Linked DNA regions of Callithrix jacchus: region 1 is linked to region 2. Evidence: chromatin contacts called from public Hi-C data. All regions are on one chromosome and are shown on one strand. The core of a region is the stretch at or near the end of the contact, and the rest is flanking DNA. Distances in the headings are between cores, read along the strand shown.

Region 1 (4,240 bases), core at 1,180-3,679, 320 kb after region 2:
GACTAACCAAGCTCAAAGATAGGCTTGGGCCCCCCACAAGAAACTTCTTCAGTTCCACTGAGGCCTCTGTTTCAGGAAATAACCCAAAGCTAGAGAGCAGGCCATAGGCCAGGCCAGCTAAGGGGACAGCCTGGCACCAGCCACCACCAGAAGAGAAGAAAAAGACAGACTGCAGTAAATTGAGTAAAAGGACAGACCTCATGAACTCCTTGGAGAGAAAAGAAATTACTGATTCTGGGATGTCAGTCTGTGACAACCCTGGGAGCTGGGCACAACAGCAGCAGGCTGAAGAGGGCTAGACCCCAGGGCTGCCCAGGGCCGTGTGGCCCAGAGGAAGCCGGTAGGTCCTGAGACCTGTGGGTGATTTTCCACTCTGTGGGCTACCTGCCAGCCTCCTCCCTGGCAGCCTGACCCAGGCTGCTACCAGGAGGCCAGAGCCAAAAATGACTGTGGCCCCTTCTTCCCACTCTACTGCAAGGACTGTCCTCTCTCTGCATTGCTGAATGAGCTCAGCCTTTAGACTTTATATCATCAACACTCTTGGACCAGCAGACTGGTATTACCTGGAAGCTTGGGAGAAATGCAGGCTCCCCCCAACACAAACACACATGCACACACACACACACACACACACACAATACACGCGCAATTAAGGAATCAGCACTGCATCTTATGCATCTTAAGATTCTGTATCTAAAAGTTGTGTCTTTTTACTATTTTCAAATCTATAAGGGATTTGGGCATATAAACCACTCAGGAATTCTTTTTTTTTTTTTTTTTTGCCAATCAATGAGAGCTTCTAAGGTTGCTCAGGTTGGCCTTGAACTCATGGCCTCGCCTCTGCAAGCGCCACGACATCTGGCCGGAGCCACTGGGGGCCCCACTCAGGAATTCTTTAGCAAACCAAATAATCACCCTCAGGCATGTTTTGGATAAATCTCAATTTTTATTGAATGCCCTTCAAGAAAAAAACCAATGCAGAGGTCCCAGTGGCCAGGGCTGCAGAGGGAGAGATCTGGGGTCTCAGCTAACACTGACCTGGCAATGCCCCAGTGATAGTGGGAATGCTCCTCTGCCTCACCTTACCCCTCCGAGAAATGAGAAGGCATACAGGGCTTCTCCAGGGTTCTGCAGATGGCCACGAGCCTGAGCAATCCTGTCCCAGCTCTGAAGCTGCCAGTGCCAGGTGGAGGTGGGGCTTTTCTGAGCCATTCCTGGCGGCCCTGCCAGAGGCCAGCTTGAAAGATCTCTTTGTTCTCGTCTCTTATGCTGACCTTTCTGAGCAAAGCTGCCCACTTTTAACAATATCCAAACAGGGCCTCAAACAAACCCTGGCCCAAAAACAGGCTGCGTGGGGAGAAGCCAGGAAGCCATTTATTCCAAGTCAAGTAAAGCCTGGTTGGCCAGGAACAGAGATAGATGTGGGTGTGATGAGGGGTCAAGGACACGGCTCATCTTAGGGAGGCTTCTAGGTGGGATGTACAAGGGGCTGGCAAGCTCCCCAGTCCCCTAGGCGGCAGCAGGCAGAGCTGCACATTTCGCAGAGCCCTTCCTTTGCGTTACTCAGTCTGCGCAGCTTCCGATGAGGTCAGCGAGGGAGGCAGGCTTCATTATCCCAGTACCAGCACAACGTGTGGCTCACAGAAGGTGCCCAAGAAATGATTGCCGAATAAATAAATCCCCAGGTTCCAACAGGAAAAAGAGAGCCTGGAAGATGCCTCACTTTCCAGGCCATCACTTACTCAAGAGGAGAGGCAGGCTTATGGCAGGCACAAAGGGGTCCAGATTTTCCACTGAAACTCCTAAGGCCCCCAAGAAAGACAATACATGTCTTTCAGCCCTGAGACCCCTGAGAAAGACAACACCTGTCTTTTGACCCCGAGACCCCTGAGAAAGACAACACCTGTCTTTTGACCCAGCATAGTTACATTTTCTTCTGGCCGTGTAAACTCCAGAACTCCTGGGACTCCATTTACTAAGTCTTTATAAAGTGCCAGCTGCATACCAAGTGTCTGATCATCAGCTCTGTTCACAATAGAGCTTAGCCAAGTATTTTGCATACAGTAAGTATTCAAAAAATATTTGGGGAGGACTGGGTTTGAAATGAAATAGAGAATGAGAAACTACATGGAACTGATGGGTGAATGGAACCTAAACAGATACAGTGCATATGGGCCTGCCCATTCTGGGGCCAGCACCGCTAACTGTGTATGAAAGGTTACCAGTCAAAGACCCAGAAGTGCATACCCAGTTGGCAGATCCCAACAGCTGAACGGGTGAATCAGGGGACAAGGTCAGGTGAAGTTCAAATGGTCATCAAACTGTTCACTCCTCTTGCCTTACTGACTAAGGCAAAGAAAGAGTTCCGCAAAATGTCCAAATTATGTTTCAAACACTAAAACTCTCCACTTCACCCCCAGCCCCGGAAGAGGGCTGTGACATTTCCCTCCTGAGGCACTGAGGATGTCTAGGTGCCAGGCTTTCCTTTCTAGTGAGGCAGGGGATGGGAATGGGAAAGGGTGAGGAGGTGGGTGCTAAGAGTCGAAAAAGGCTGTGCATTCAGAGAGGCTGGAATGGGCCTCAGTGGTCACACTGTCCCCAAAGCATGACACACAACACCAGGAGGCTCTCAGAATGGACTTCACTGTTGGGTGATTGTGGCCCCAGAACCCCAGATTTATGAGAACAGTCTGACTCCTGTCCTCCCCTAGCCCTGCATATACCAGGTGGCTGCTAGAACAAGGCAAAATTACTGCTCATGGAACATACCCCTCATGGGGTCACACCAAACTGCAGACTGGGTTTTCTAAGGTGCCACTGCTGCCTCTCCGACTCAGCATCTAGCTAGAAAGGTGGAGCAAACACACACACACACACACACACACACACACACACACACACACAGAGAGAGAGAGAAAGGGACAGTGATTTCACAGGACTGAGCAATATGCCAAGCCCTGGGGAACTCCCTTAGAAAACACATCCACTCCCTTCTCTATTGTTTGATTTTGGTACAGTGAGCACATGTTGCTTTACTAATTAAAAAAAAAAAAATTAAAAGAACAAGCACAAAACATACAGCCCACTGGTTCAATGTGCATGGCCCAAGCTCACTCTGGGCCCAGAGCAGAGAATGGGTGCTACCAGGCCTAGGCGGAAGGAAGGGAAATAACCCGAAGAGAAATGGGCCCTTGCCCACGCCGGGTGAAGAAGCAGAGTCAGCTCACGTTCTTGTTCGTGGGAGATGCCCAGTTACTCGTCCTAGTGCGGTCACAGCCATTGACAGGGACAACCAGCTTCCTTGGTATTGCACTGTCTGCCTCCCCTTCCAGGTCCCCATGCCTCACTCCTGGAGCTGTTTCATGCAAAGGAGAACCAAGCTCATTTCTGGAGGCTCCCCTATAATCAGGACCCTGGGCCCAGCCACCATTGCCCCCCCTTCCCCAAGAACCATGTCAGAAAGGTGCCCCCTCCTGGCAGCTGGGAGGCCGAACTGCCTGGGGCAAGGCTCCAACCAGAGTCCACAGCTGCCCTCTAGTGGTGCTGAGGAGAAGAGACGCTCTCCACCCCTACTGCCTGCGGGCCTCCCAGCCCCCTACCCTTTACACTGGGGCCTCCCAATTCCTGATGGCCTTTTCAGGCCTGTGCCTTCAGTTCTAGCTCAATCAGGAACTCTATCATCAGCCACGGAGCAAGGGACAGGAGTCATCTGGGGGAATCAACTGCTGAATCAATAGGGCAAGGCTCCTGGAGGAAATTAACATCCCTCAGATATCCTGATGAGAAATTGGGCAGCGGTCTCAGGCTTAGCCAGGAACGGGGAGGCCCAGGCTTTTCTGAAGCTTCGAGGAAAGTGTCTGGGGTCCGGCAATCGCCATCCACTGTACACAATGGACAACAGCACACTCTTCAAATTAGGTCAAGTCCTCAGTGGGAGGGACGGGCAGACTCTGGGGGCGGGCACTACCGTGGCCGTCTGGCCCCATCTGACCCTGTTCTCAGCAGGGTCTCCTCAGTTCTGTTGGCAGCTGGGTCCACCCCAGGCCCATGTGGGAAGGAGCTCAGGCAGGAAGCAAGCTCCACCATCCCTCCCTCTCCCTGGGCCCCTAAGAAACAGCAGTACCTCTGCTCCACTCCTGGTCCCTCGGGGTGAACTGCCCCTCAGACACCTTCAGGGTCCACCCTATCCCAGGCAGAACCCCTACCTCTCTGCCTCTTTCCCCCCAGCACAGAGCACCGC
Region 2 (4,059 bases), core at 637-3,136:
TGTGAAAAGTGTATGTGGCAGTCTGACCCTTACAACTCTTCTGAGATGTGGAATACAGGGTAGGGCAGGAGCAGCTGGCATACCTGTCATTCCCATTTAGCCACTGAAGGGCAGTGTTGCTCCACAGGAAGGGGCTGGGCAGGTGTGACCCATCACTGTGGCTCCCAGCTCCGAATGAGGATATTAGCTAGCCCCTAGTGGTGCTAGCCCAAGTACCAGTGGTGTGTTAACCACTTTGAATATAGTACTCATGCAATCATGCAAGAGAAGGTTAATGACCCATATGGTATGGTATCGTAGTTTTAAAGACGGGGTCTCATTGTTGCCCAGGCTGGAGTACAGTGACTACGGCTCACTGCAGCCTTGACCTCCAGAGCTCAAGTAATCCTCTTGCCTTAGCCTCCCAAATAACTGGGACTACAGGTGCACACCTCTACACCTGGCTAATTTTTGTATATTTTGTAGAGACAGGGTCTCACTGTGTTGCCCAGGCTGGTCTCAAACTCCAGGGCTCAAGTGATTCTCCCCCTTCAGCCTCCCAAAGTGCTGAGATTACAGGTGTGAGTCATTGCACCTAGCTGACCCTTATTTTATAGATGAAGTAAAGAAGATCAGAGAGATTAAATGATATTTGCAATGTCTCATGACTAGTAAGTGGCTAAGCCAGAAATCAATTTCAGGTCTGCCTAAATCCTAAACCCCATCAGTGCCTTCCCCTGCTCTCCATCTGTCACGATGGCCAAACTTTTCTAGCATGTCCTCCCAGCAGCCACCTGCCAGGATAGTGCTCACAGCACAACCTTCTCTCACTCAGCTGGCTCAATTTAGCCAACTTTTGATTGTCAAAATTAATACAGGGGCCACTGATTTGGTTCTAAAATTTTTAAATGGGTTATTAACATGCTTGCTTTGGCCAGGCATGGTGGCTCACGCCTATAATCCCAGTACTTTGAGAGGCTGACGCAGGCAGATCACTTGAGGTTAGGAGTTCAAAACCAGCCCCGCCAACATAGTGAAACCCCCATCTCTACTAAAAATACAAAAAATCAGCCAGGTATGGTGCTATGCGCCTGTAGTCCCATCTGCTTGGGAGGCTGAGGCAGGAGAATCGCTTGAACCCAGGAGGTGGAAGTTATAGTGAGCCGAGATCACACCACTGCACTCCAGCATGGATGACAGATGGAGACCCTGTCTCAAAAATAAAATAAAATGCTTGTTTTGACTCCAGAGACCATTATTCAGTATGCTTGGGGTAGGTGGAGGAGGGACAGCAGATTTGTCCATCCACAGTCCTCTTTCTGATCTCATTCTGCAATCTTTCCTCCCACTCCCCCACCCAGGCAGCCCCCACACAGCTGCCAGACAGCTTTCCAGCAGATCTGATCAAATGGCTCTCTCACTGCTGTACTGGGCCCCCTGTAGCTTCTGGAAGAAAGTCTCACCGCTTAGCAAGCAGCCAAGGTGCTTCCTAAGCTGCCAGCTACCTTGCCGCCAGGCTTCTTCCCCATCAGCTCATGAGGGTGCACTCTCAGCCCCAGCCCCCTGAGCCAGAACATTCAGTATCTAGAGCTGCAATTTATCCACTGCAGAGTGAGAATGACAATACTGCCCACCCAGGTGGCTGTAAGGCTAAAACCACCACCTTTAAAGATCTTTTGGCACAGCGCTGGCCACAGTGGGGCTCATCACCATGTTCTTCACTTTCCCTTCCTCAGCCCTCGGAAACGTGCAAGTATAGTACAACCTACAAAGGCAAATCCATGTGGTATAGCACTCTGCACAGTGCAATCCCTATGTAAACATTTCCAGACACAGGGAAATGTCAGCAGGGGCATTATTTTGCTCAGGCTGACACTGAGGAAGACATTTCCTGGACTTTTTTCCTGTGCCCATGGTGAAGTCCAAAGTGACTCAAATACCACCTAATTCCCGGGACACTAAACTCCTTGAGGGCAAAGACAGGGTTATGAACCTCTGGGTCTCCCCATAGGTCCAACCCAGCACTGGGTTTTCAGTGGCGTCTCTAAGAATGTCAGTTGGTCAATTTGTTATTGACTGGGCACATGAGAAGCTGCAGGAGTGCACAGGTCATTTCAGGATACCATCATCTGAAACAGAAACAGCATTGTTTTAAAGAGCCTGTAGGAGCCCAGAAGAAATACAGGACGTTCTTCTTCCTTTTGCAGAAGCTGGCTGTTTAAGGATGCCATGAGGCTGACCAATGAAGGGCTTGACTTTGAGGGCTCTGGGCTGGCTGGGCTGGCCATGCTCAGATGTGGAAAGCAGTAGGACCCATCCCTTGGTTTTGAGCATTCAAAGTAGACTTGGCCTGCTCTCTGCTCTGACTTCTCACTTTAGTCTTCTTATTCGGAGTTTCAAAGAGCTGTAAATAGTCCTTAGACAAAGCCTGTGGGGTTTCTCCACAGGTTCTAAGAACTCTCCAAATCAGATACACCAGGATTGTGAAACTCAGCCTCTTCTAGGAAGGGTCCCACTGGGTCCCATAATAAGTGGGAATTCTATCCTCAGCCCGGACTCTCCTGACTCCAGCCCAATCTCAGTCTTACCCTCAGGGTTCCAGCTTTCCTCCATCCATTGCCACATCAAACTTAACCTGTTCTGGGTTTGCATGTCAGGTACATTTTCTGATCAATATGCATTTGCCTATTCCTATTCCGTGACTAAGGTATTCCTTGGGTATTGATGGGTCTGCCCTGTGTGTTCTCAAATGTGAAATCATTAGCTACTCTTTGAACATTGCAAGCATGTTATATACAGATTATTATTGCCTTTAGTTATCTCAGTAACATTATATTCCATGTTATATGGTATGTAAACTATCTGGATGGTCTTGTATATAATACTTTATTTCCTTCAGAACCACAGGAAAAACTAATTGTTATTATTTCCATGAGAGATGGGGACTCTCCAGGGACTTGCCCAAGGTTACTTTACACTGTAGTGATGGGGCTGGGTGTGGTGGCTAATGCCTGTAATCTCAGCACTGAGGTGGGTGGATCACTTGAGGTCAGGAGTTTGAGACCAGCCTGACCAGCCTGACCAGCATAGGGAAACCCCATCTCTACTAAAAATACAAAAATTAGCTGGGCATGGTAGTGCATGCCTGTAATCCCAGCTACTTGGGAGGCTGAGGCACGAGAATCACCAGAACCCAGAAGGCGGAGGTTGTAGTGTGCTGAGATTGTACCGCTGCACTTCAGCCTGGGCAACACAGTGAGACTCTGTCTCAAAAAAAAAAAATTGTAGCACTCTTGTGTTAGCAGCCTTGCCACCCAGGGCTCTGTTCGTGTTCTGTAGTAGCCCCCATAGGGCTACAGGCAAATATATTGCTGTTGCAGCCAGTAAGGATAATGCAACTGCAGAAGGCTGGTGGGCAGATGGGTACAGCTGGGGATGCCCAGGGATAGCCAGCCAGGCAGGGAACTCCTGAGCAAAGGCTGCTGAAAGATGGATACTTCTGGGCCCCAGAAACAGCTCTCAGCTCCCTACCCACTCAGCTCCCTGAAAACCTCTAAACAGCTGGGCTCAGTGGCTCATGCCTGTAATCCCAGCACTTTGGGAGGCCGAGGCAGGCGGATCACTTAAGACCAGGAGTTCGAGACTAGCCTGGCCAACATGGTGAAACCCCATCTCTACTAAAAATACAAAAATTAGCCGGGTGTGGTAGCAGGCACCTGTAATCCCAGCTACTCAGGAGGCTGAGGCAGGAGAATCACTTGAACCCGGAAGGCAGAGATTGCAGTGAGCTGAGGTTGTGCCATTGCACTCTAACTTGGGTGTCAGAGTGAGACTCTGTCTCAAAAAAAATACAAAATAAAACTACTAAATAGGGAATAAATCTTTACAGTTCAAGTTAACAGACCTGGATGCAGGTCCCAGCTGGGCTCCTCACTGGCTGTGTGATACCTAACCTCTAGGAATCACTAGCAGGATATCTAACCTCTCTGAAATTTTGTTTAATCATATGTTTTTAAAAAGATTTTTAATGTTTTATTTATTTTTATTTTATTTTATTTTTGAGATGGAGTTTTGCTCTTG

The links. A called contact is a pair of places that touch in the nucleus more often than the background predicts.
Region 1: a Hi-C map of skeletal muscle shows a contact between it and region 2, with 11 times the contacts expected there. The contact joins two enhancer-like sites. A contact is called at or near these places in 2 of 3 Hi-C or Micro-C datasets (induced pluripotent stem cells and skeletal muscle).

What each region holds. Positions count from the first base shown.
Region 1 is chr14:67,749,777-67,754,016 of calJac240_pri, forward strand. The region is part of intron 6 of TTC7A (tetratricopeptide repeat domain 7A); the gene reads right to left. All of the region lies in intron 1 of LOC118147336 (a long non-coding RNA gene), which reads left to right. Among named protein-coding and RNA genes, the nearest start is that of TTC7A, 53 kb to the right of the region's middle. Within about 2 kb of position 2,430, at least 5 of the 16 cell types and tissues checked have an H3K27ac peak or open chromatin away from gene starts, as enhancers often do.
Region 2 is chr14:67,433,030-67,437,088 of calJac240_pri, forward strand. No RefSeq gene overlaps it. Among named protein-coding and RNA genes, the nearest start is that of EPCAM, 56 kb to the left of the region's middle. Within about 2 kb of position 1,887, at least 2 of the 16 cell types and tissues checked have an H3K27ac peak or open chromatin away from gene starts, as enhancers often do.